Linked DNA regions of Capsicum annuum: region 2 is linked to region 1. The links are chromatin contacts, called in public Hi-C maps. All regions are on one chromosome and are shown on one strand. The core of a region is the stretch at or near the end of the contact, and the rest is flanking DNA. Distances in the headings are between cores, read along the strand shown.

Region 1 (4,296 bases), core at 1,242-3,741:
TACCCGATACAGTAGGTCTTTCCATTTTGGAATAAAATGGAGAACTTTTTGGGATTATTTGAGTCTAAAAAATTTTCTGAGTCTGTTGTGATAATTCATAATGAAGAATCTTTATACGATCTTGTAAAATACTTATATGTTCCGACATTTGTCCTTTTTCATTTATAAGATTTTCATTGTCTTGTCTTAAAATTCCATTGGCGTGATTTAGTCTTTTAAAAGCTTCAGTCATGGAGGAACAATGATCACAAAATATAATTTTTTCTGTGTCTTTTTTAATATTATATTGGGGAACTGCTTTTATATCTGGTCTTAGAGCAAGAGTAATATAATAATTTGGCCCTAGATTTCCGCAGGCATAATCTAATGCCTCTGTTAAATCATTAAAGCTTTATAGAGAGGGGTTGCATAGTCCTTTACAGAATTCATTACCTCTAGAAGTGTTACACAATTTGGATACGTAAGCAATGATGATATCTATAAAAAGACAAAATAAGAGACGTATGCAATGATATAACAGATGAATAAATGGGAAAAAAATGGACAGAGGGGAGTTAAAGTGGAAACATAGTCATGTGACCGTGGGTCCCACTCAACTTGCCAAAGTTTTTATCAAGCACATTGAATTAGGATTTGAAGTCCACAAATGTCTATAAATACCACATTATGGATGACTTAAAGACATATAACTAGAGAGAAGTAAGAGAAAAATCAAGAGTGAGAAAAATAGTCTTCTAAATCTTTTGTTCATAAAGTTTCTTAGTTTGTTTTTAAAAAAAAGTTAGTGTGTAGTGTATATTAGTCTTTTATTCCTTCATTGCGGTAGCTGTTAGCTTTCAGGGGACTCCCGAAAGGAAAACCTCACTTCTTCCTTAAGACATGTAAGTAGTCGTTACATAGATCATTGTATTTTTCTCCACAGTTTGTAAATTATGATGAATTATATCAAGTTCATATTTTCTTCCAGATGTGTTTTAAATATTATAGATCTGATAGCCGTGCGAATTACCGCGAGCTTTCCGATCTTGTAGAAGTAATGTGTTTTTTATAGATCTGGATAGCTGTGCGGATGACCGCCAATTTTTTGATCTTGTAAAAATGTGTAATTTACTTTTGATCTTGTAAAGTTACTATACCTCTAGTATATGATTATCCTCTCAGTGTTTAGCAATAACGATGGATTAATCTGTAAATTTCTAGGGAATTTAAAAAGTCCGATAATGATTTGAATATATATTTATATATATATATATATATATATACAAATAAATATATATATATAACTTAAAAATAAAGCATGTGCCACAAATTATTATATACTGTTGAAATAAAAAAAACTGAGAATGTATCATTTTTTTTAATCCATTGTACAATTTTGGGTATTTAGTGGAACCATTGAAAATAAAAATCGCAACACAATTCTGTCGGAAAATGCCATTGCTACCGACCAAACACCACCATTTTCCCCACCCCAAACTCACCTGAAATCGATAATCAAGCTCAACCTCCATCGGAAAATATCATAAATCAGTTACCAAAAATTCAAACTGATAAATCCGGTCAAACCAATCCAAATTCTGACATCAAACCAACGACTAAATACCTAAAAGTCCGCTAATCAACCAAACGAGGTCCCGCCGGCAAACAACAATTAATTTCATTTCAGTCTACTCTCACCGTAAAAACAACAACAACTTGTTGACCACTACTCATCTCCTTCCACCTTGCTAAAAAACACAACCCAACCAATCTCCATTTTTATCTCTGACGAAATTCATCGGAAAACGACTTCAATTTCAATTTCATTCTAATTTTTCAAAATCATAAAAATAATTTTTAATTTTTCAAATTTAATTTCATTCCTTTTAAACTAATTTCAAGCCCATAAATAGAAAGAGGGTATGGAAAAAAGAGGTTGAAAGAGGAGAAATTAGGGATGGGGTGGAGTGACGAATTTGATAGTTAGAGGAGAAATTGGGGTGAGGGTGATGAATTTGATAGTTGAAGGAGAAGAAATTGAGGTGAGAGTGGGGTTGAGGATGAATTTGGTACTTGAAGAAGAAAAAATTAGGTGGAAATAGGGTGGGGGGCCATTGAAAGGGGGGGGGGGGGGAAATTAGGGTTGGGGTGGGAGTTAGAAGGAGGGGGAAAGGAGAGTTTTTTTTCATTTTTTCTATATACTTCCTCTGTTTCGTTTTAGTTGGTCCTCTTACTAGAAATATTTGTTTTAATTTAGTTGTCCCTTTGATGAAATCAAGAGAATTTTATTATGTTCTTGCAATACTACCCTTAACATTAATAACTAAACAAAATGTATTTACTTAAATTTATATTTTTAAAGCATAATTAATAAGACTAATTTAGTAAAATAAACCCCCTAATTAATATTTTTTTAATGAGTGTGCCAAGTTCATAGCGCCAACTAATATGAAACGGAGAGAGTATATTTTATAAATATTAGTGAACCATTTTTGTACAAAAAATCAGATTCACGTTTTTTTTTTTTTTAAATGTCATGTTAAATGAAAGTTTGTTTAAGTGAACGGATAATTTAGGGTGAAAAAAATCTCTTTTCTATAATAAAATCATTATTTGTGATTGGATGCAAGCTATTATCCGTTTTTATAAACACGGAATCATACAGAAAAATGGAAGCGGGAAATCTGCTTGGTTTCATTCCGTTAAACCAATCGCCACAACGACTTGTCCGCTCTCCTCGTTTCTCTGCTTTTCCTCGCACTGTTACTGTTACTCTTACTGTTAATGCTTCTCTAAGTTCCCAGGTACTCTCTATTTCACATTAATGTATAACCATTAACTATGTCTGCGTTTTCTACTCCAATTTTCATCATCTGTGTATGAAAACACATTTAAATCATTCATTATTCATTTTTCTTATCTAAAAAGTCCAGGTATGAAATTCAAATAATTAAAAATTGAGGTGTATTTTAATAAATAATCCGTGATGGTGATAGTTGAGGAAACTCAAACACCTGATATGAAATTTCAAAAGTTGAAACAGTGTATTTTTAACCATTGACTCTTTATTTATTGGATGTTCTATGAATGTGTTTGTGGGTTTCTTCTCATTTGAAAAAAAATTGAATGAAGGGAGAAAATAGGTATAAAGGGCCGAGGCCAGGGAGGGAAAGGATAGCTGATTGGGTGTCGAATAATGATGATTTGGTTCGGAGTTTGCCAATTTACGTTGGTGGATTGTCTTTATTGGCTGTTTTGTTCAATCGCACTGTCTCTGGTATTGCTCCCGTCGCTGATGCTAGCAGGTTAACTACTATATTTTTCTTCCTTTTCATTGCTACACAGAGGATTTTTTTTGGAGGAAATGAGATCTCTTGCCCTTTTACTAAATGAATAGAATAAAATGAGCTTTTGAGATCTCTTAGGTATAAAAACAAAGGTCTCTTGTCAAAAGGCCATAAAATTAAAAAAAAAAAATTACAAAGGGCTAGAAAACAATTTCGCCCTCAGGCTGCAATTTGTGTCCTGGAATATTTTGGAGAGAACTTGTTTTCTAACCCTTTGCAAAAGATTTTTAGTTTTATGGCATTTTTACAAGAGATGTTCACTTTTTACACAAAAGAGATGTTCTATTTTATGCATAAGAGAAGTGAAAATGTCATTTTCTTTTATGCGTTTTGTAAGAGGATAAGAGATCTCATTTCCTCAATATTTTGTCAAGAAATTTTTAGTAGCTTTAATGTTTTTGTTAAAAATGAGATTTCTCGCCCTTTTATAATTCGCAATTAAGAAAATGACCTTTTCAGATCTTCAAGTGTAAAAATGAGGGTCTCTTATGTGTAAAAATCAAGATCTGTTATAAAAAAGATATAAAACTAAAAAAAGTTTATAAAATGCTAGAAAATCATTTCTCCCATTTTAGCTAAAGTTTAGTTTAAAAGGAAAAGAAGAAGAGGAAAAATCATAGACACACTTCTCTCGGCAATGTACTTACAAGTCATATTAAGAGAAAAAGGAAAGGTGATACTAAGATCAATTATCAGCCAAAAAGTAAGTAAATGCAGCTAAGAAAGAAGAAATTTTAGGGCAAAATTAAGATAGCTTTTCATTCATGATCTTTGCAAAAGAGAGCAACACAATAAATTGGGGACCAAGCATGGACACGTGTCCTTTCCTTAATTTGTCTGACACCTCTAACTAACTCATAGACTAGGACTACTTCCTTTCCTTTCAGATAACTATAAGGAGGGACCTAAATAGAATAAACAAGACTCGTGGCTTCTTCTCTTTAATCGAATTAACTACTTGGAAGTACCA
Region 2 (4,296 bases), core at 470-2,969, 170 kb before region 1:
GGAAGCCAACTAAGTTACAAAGATTCTCCGGATATTTTGTATCCACCTATTCTATTCTTTTCTTTTCTTTCTTTAAGTAAGATATCCATCCGCTATATTCCTATGTTGCGCAGACTCTTCATTTTCGATGCCGCACCCATATCGGATTCTCCAAGAATCTGGAGAATTCAACACGCGCCCATTGATGTTTTTGAAGGTGGCCGAGCAACATAGCTCTATTCTGTATTGTTCAGAAGATTCATCAAAGTATATCAACTCAACCCAACCCAACCCAACCACCTTTAATTCCAAACTGACTCCACTAAATGGACCCTCTGCAACCATCCTCTCTAATCTTTAGAATTCAAATAATTGTTAATTTGACTATTTCCCTTCATCTTATTGCACCCTCTTCCTTTATCCCGGTTTTAAACTGACTATATCTTGGCAAGCAGTCTCTACCAACTAAAAAAGCCCAACCAAATGTTAAAACACCTAAAAAATGTGCACCATGACTAATGACTAATTCTACGGGATAACCGTCCACCTCCCACTATTAAGTAACTCTATCTACCAAGGCTGAGACGGATGAAAATAAATCACCTAGGGGACATTTGACCATGTCAATTTTTGACATTTTTTGGAATTGAGCTCCCATAAACACGTTTGGCCATAAAATTTCAGAAAATTCCGAAATACAACTAAAAGTTAAATTCCAAATTTTTCAAGAATTCGAAAACAAAAGTAGGTTGTTATCACTTTTCAATCCAAATTACTCACAAACATTCAAAAACAACAACTATTTATATTCAAATATTCATGGAAAAAACCAACTCCTATTTGTATTCATGGCCAAAGACAACTCTAATTGTCAAATATCATTTTTTATCACTTTGAAAACAAAAACTATTTTTTTTCAAATTTCACAATGAAACATTGCCAAACGTGCAAATAGTGTTTTTGTTTCTGTTGGGATGATTTTAGCCTGAGGCCTCACAATTCTCAATCCACTTCATTAAACACTAGAGCACACTTTTGACAAAGACAATCCACTATGTATGCCCAATTAAACACAAATTCAGCAACTCCTAACACAAATAACTCAAATCAAAATCAAAACCGCTTCAACACAAACCTCAAAATCTCCTAACTAGGATTCTAATCACAAATTACAGAATAAACCGACTAAATCAATCATTAATAATACATCACAAATTACGTCAACAAATCAAAACAAACCTCAACTCAATAATTTCCGAACAAAAAAAAGACAAAACAAAATGAATTTAAAAAATTATTGGGATATCCACAACATTTATAATCAAGAAAAAGTCGAAAAACTACCGTGTCTTGAGCTTTGACATGGATTTCAAAGTGAGAACCTTTAAGAGTTTTCACAAAAATCTTCATATCTCTTCTTACGTCACCGGAAAATTTGATAGCCAACGAAATAGCCCAACGGGGGTGAAGAAGAGGAAGAAAAATATAGGAGGACCGTATGGTGCAAGTAAAGGGGTTAAAAGAGTGTCGCTTTTTATACTACTAATAATAACAATCTAAGGAGTCGGAGTTCCTGAGTCAAACGCGCATATGAAGCGAGTGTAAATCACGGGATGGTGATTTGGTAGTCATCCGTGATTTTTCAAGGATCAGCCAGCTAGATTTTTGTCATACGGAAGATGGTAGGGTGGCGGTCTGGGGGTAGGGGAATATGGGAAGGATATATTTACACTTCGGGTGTGTTTGGTATGAAGAAAAATATTTTTCGTCGAAAGTATTTTGCTAGAAAATGTTTTTCTGAAAAATAAGTTGATTTATTATTTATTTTTTTTATATTTGGTTAGTGAATAGAAAATATTTTCTAGTATTTGATTGGTGAATGAAAAAAAAAATTCAAAAAATATATTTTAGTGTTTAGTTAAAGTGTAAAAATACATTTTAGAATCTTTTTTCAAAAAATAATTTTAAAAAATTAAATTCTTTTTGGGAAGGAGGTTGGTAGGCAGGTGGATAGGGGTGTCAGAATAGGTAGTAGGGTGGGGTAAAAAAAGATTTAGAATTTTTTTTGTTAAAAAGAAAATTTAAAAATTGGCGGGGGGAAGGGGGATTATTAGGTGGTGGGAGTCGGGATAGGAGAGTGAAGGGGAAGGGGGAAGAAAAAATTAAAATTTTTTAAAAAATAAATTTAATTTATTTTAGGTTGGGGGTGAGGGGGAGAGATGGAAGAGGGGGCTGGTAAGGGGGAGGGAGGATAGGGGTAAGAGAAAAGTTCAAATTTTCTAATAAAATATAGATATTATTTTTTGAGAATTGTATGAACATTTCAACTTTAAAGTGAGGTTGAAAGAGAGTTTTGAAAAATATTTTTCCTACTTTTTGAAGGGAAGTCATTTTCCTTAAATTTAAGAAAAATAAGTTGGTTTAAAAACATTTTCCAAAACATATAAGCCAACCAAAAGAAAATGTTTTCCTTCATACCAAATACACCCTTCATTTGGATGATGGTTTGTCATGGTTTTATGATATTGTAATGTATAATATATTATAATATATAATGTTTTAATGGATTGTATTATTTTATTGTTTAATAATAATTTTATTATTTGATATAATATTATATTGTAATTGATAAATTTACTAAAATATTCTTAATTATTATAAATGTTAAATTTATCAATTTGTTAATAAAATAATTCTCTTCCTGCTAATTTGTCACGAATTATGTCATATAAACATATTAAGTTGTTAAATTCATATAAATTTAACAAAATCAATATAAGATTAGATCAAAATAAATGTAATCGGATTTATTTTTTATAGTAACAAATTTCATTTCTTTTTGGTGTTTTGAAACGTGACCACCAACGATAAGTACAAAGTTTGAATGCATCATTTGTGTATTCTACGAGCGTGTTTGGTATGAAATACAAAAAAGAAACCTAGGAAAACAAATTATTTCGTACTTTCGTTACGCAAATAGAAAAATATTTTATAAAAATAATATATATATTTAACACAAAATAATAAAAATAAATAAGAAAAGGGAATGGGGTAGTGGAGTGGGGGATAGAGGGTAGGGTTGGAGTAAGAAAAAAAATTAATTTTCAAAAATAAATTAAAAACTTTTTTTTTTTTTTGGGGGGGGGGGGGGGGGGGGTCTGGTAGGAGTGCTGGTGGGGTAACAATTTTTTTTTAAACTTTAAAAAAAAAATTGAATAGGTGTTGGTAAGTGGTGGAGGAGGGGTAGGGTGCGTGAGAGTGGGATAAGAAAAAGTTTTGAAATTCTTTTAAAATGTATTTTAAAAAAAAAAAAATGAGGTAGGGGTTTTGTAAGGGGTGGGGTTAGGTTCAGGATAGGGGGTGGGATAAGAAAAAAAATTTTAAATTTTCTAAAAAAGAAATTTTTAAAAAAATTGACGGAGTGGGGCGAGGGGGAAGGATTGGTGGCTCGTGAGGTGGGGGTCAAGTTAGGAGGTGAAGTTAAATAATATAGGGTAAAGGATAAAATCGGATTATATAATATTAAACAAGGGAATAATTGAAAAAAAAAAATAAGCAAACCATAGGATACCACCAAATCAGTGGTTACATAAAATGCGGGTTTTCATGGTTACTAAATCATGAAATTAAATCACACCATACCATATATTTTAAGAAATAATAAAAACAAACATGATTCTCTTAGCAATCGTACCATCCCATATAATGAAAAACCACCATCCAAATAGTGTGTTATGGGTAAGGATGACAAATACGCGATTTGGTTCGAATTTGAATGGGTTAAAATGGGCTAAAACAACAAATGGGTCATTGTTCAATTCTATTCCAAATATAGATGGGCTAAAACAATGAGATAGCCCAATCCGCCCAACTTAATCCATCATTGAATAAGTTACCATTCTAGTAGCAATTTAGGTTGGGATGATATTTTTTTAATTTTTTTTTATATTTATATTCATATTATTATATTATTATTTTCAACTAAAAAATAAATATGAAAACTAAAAAAAATTTAATAAAGCATTTGTATATATATTTAGCACAAAACTATAACGAATAAGATAAGAGAGGTGGAAAAACGAAAAAAAAATATTATTTTATAAAAAATGTAAAAAATATTTTTTTTCAGGAGGGAGGGGTTAGTGATGGGGGGAGGGGTAAAGGTAGGGGGTGGGCCAAGAAAAATTTTTGAGTGGTCGTGGTCGTTGTAGGGGATGTGGGTAGGGTAAGATTTTTTTTTTCAGAAAAACTAAATTTAGAAAATATTTAATTTTTGGGGTGGTGTAGGAATATGGGGATGATGTAAGAAAAAAAATT

Evidence for each region. A called contact is a pair of places that touch in the nucleus more often than the background predicts.
Region 2: a contact with region 1 is called in a Hi-C map of leaf, with 3 times the contacts expected there. The contact joins the promoter of LOC107870806 here to the promoter of LOC107870807 in region 1. A contact is called at or near these places in 2 of 5 Hi-C or Micro-C datasets (bud and leaf).

What each region holds. Positions count from the first base shown.
Region 1 is chr5:127,906,786-127,911,081 of UCD10Xv1.1, reverse strand. It overlaps LOC107870807 (protein COFACTOR ASSEMBLY OF COMPLEX C SUBUNIT B CCB4, chloroplastic), which reads left to right and starts at 2,491. Exons shown (of 9, transcript XM_016717455.2): 1 at 2,491-2,783; 2 at 3,112-3,284. The coding sequence starts at 2,649.
Region 2 is chr5:128,075,509-128,079,804 of UCD10Xv1.1, reverse strand. LOC107870806 (ubiquitin receptor RAD23d) reads right to left here and starts at 1,719. Exons shown (of 12, transcript XM_016717454.2): 1 at 1,324-1,719. The coding sequence starts at 1,389.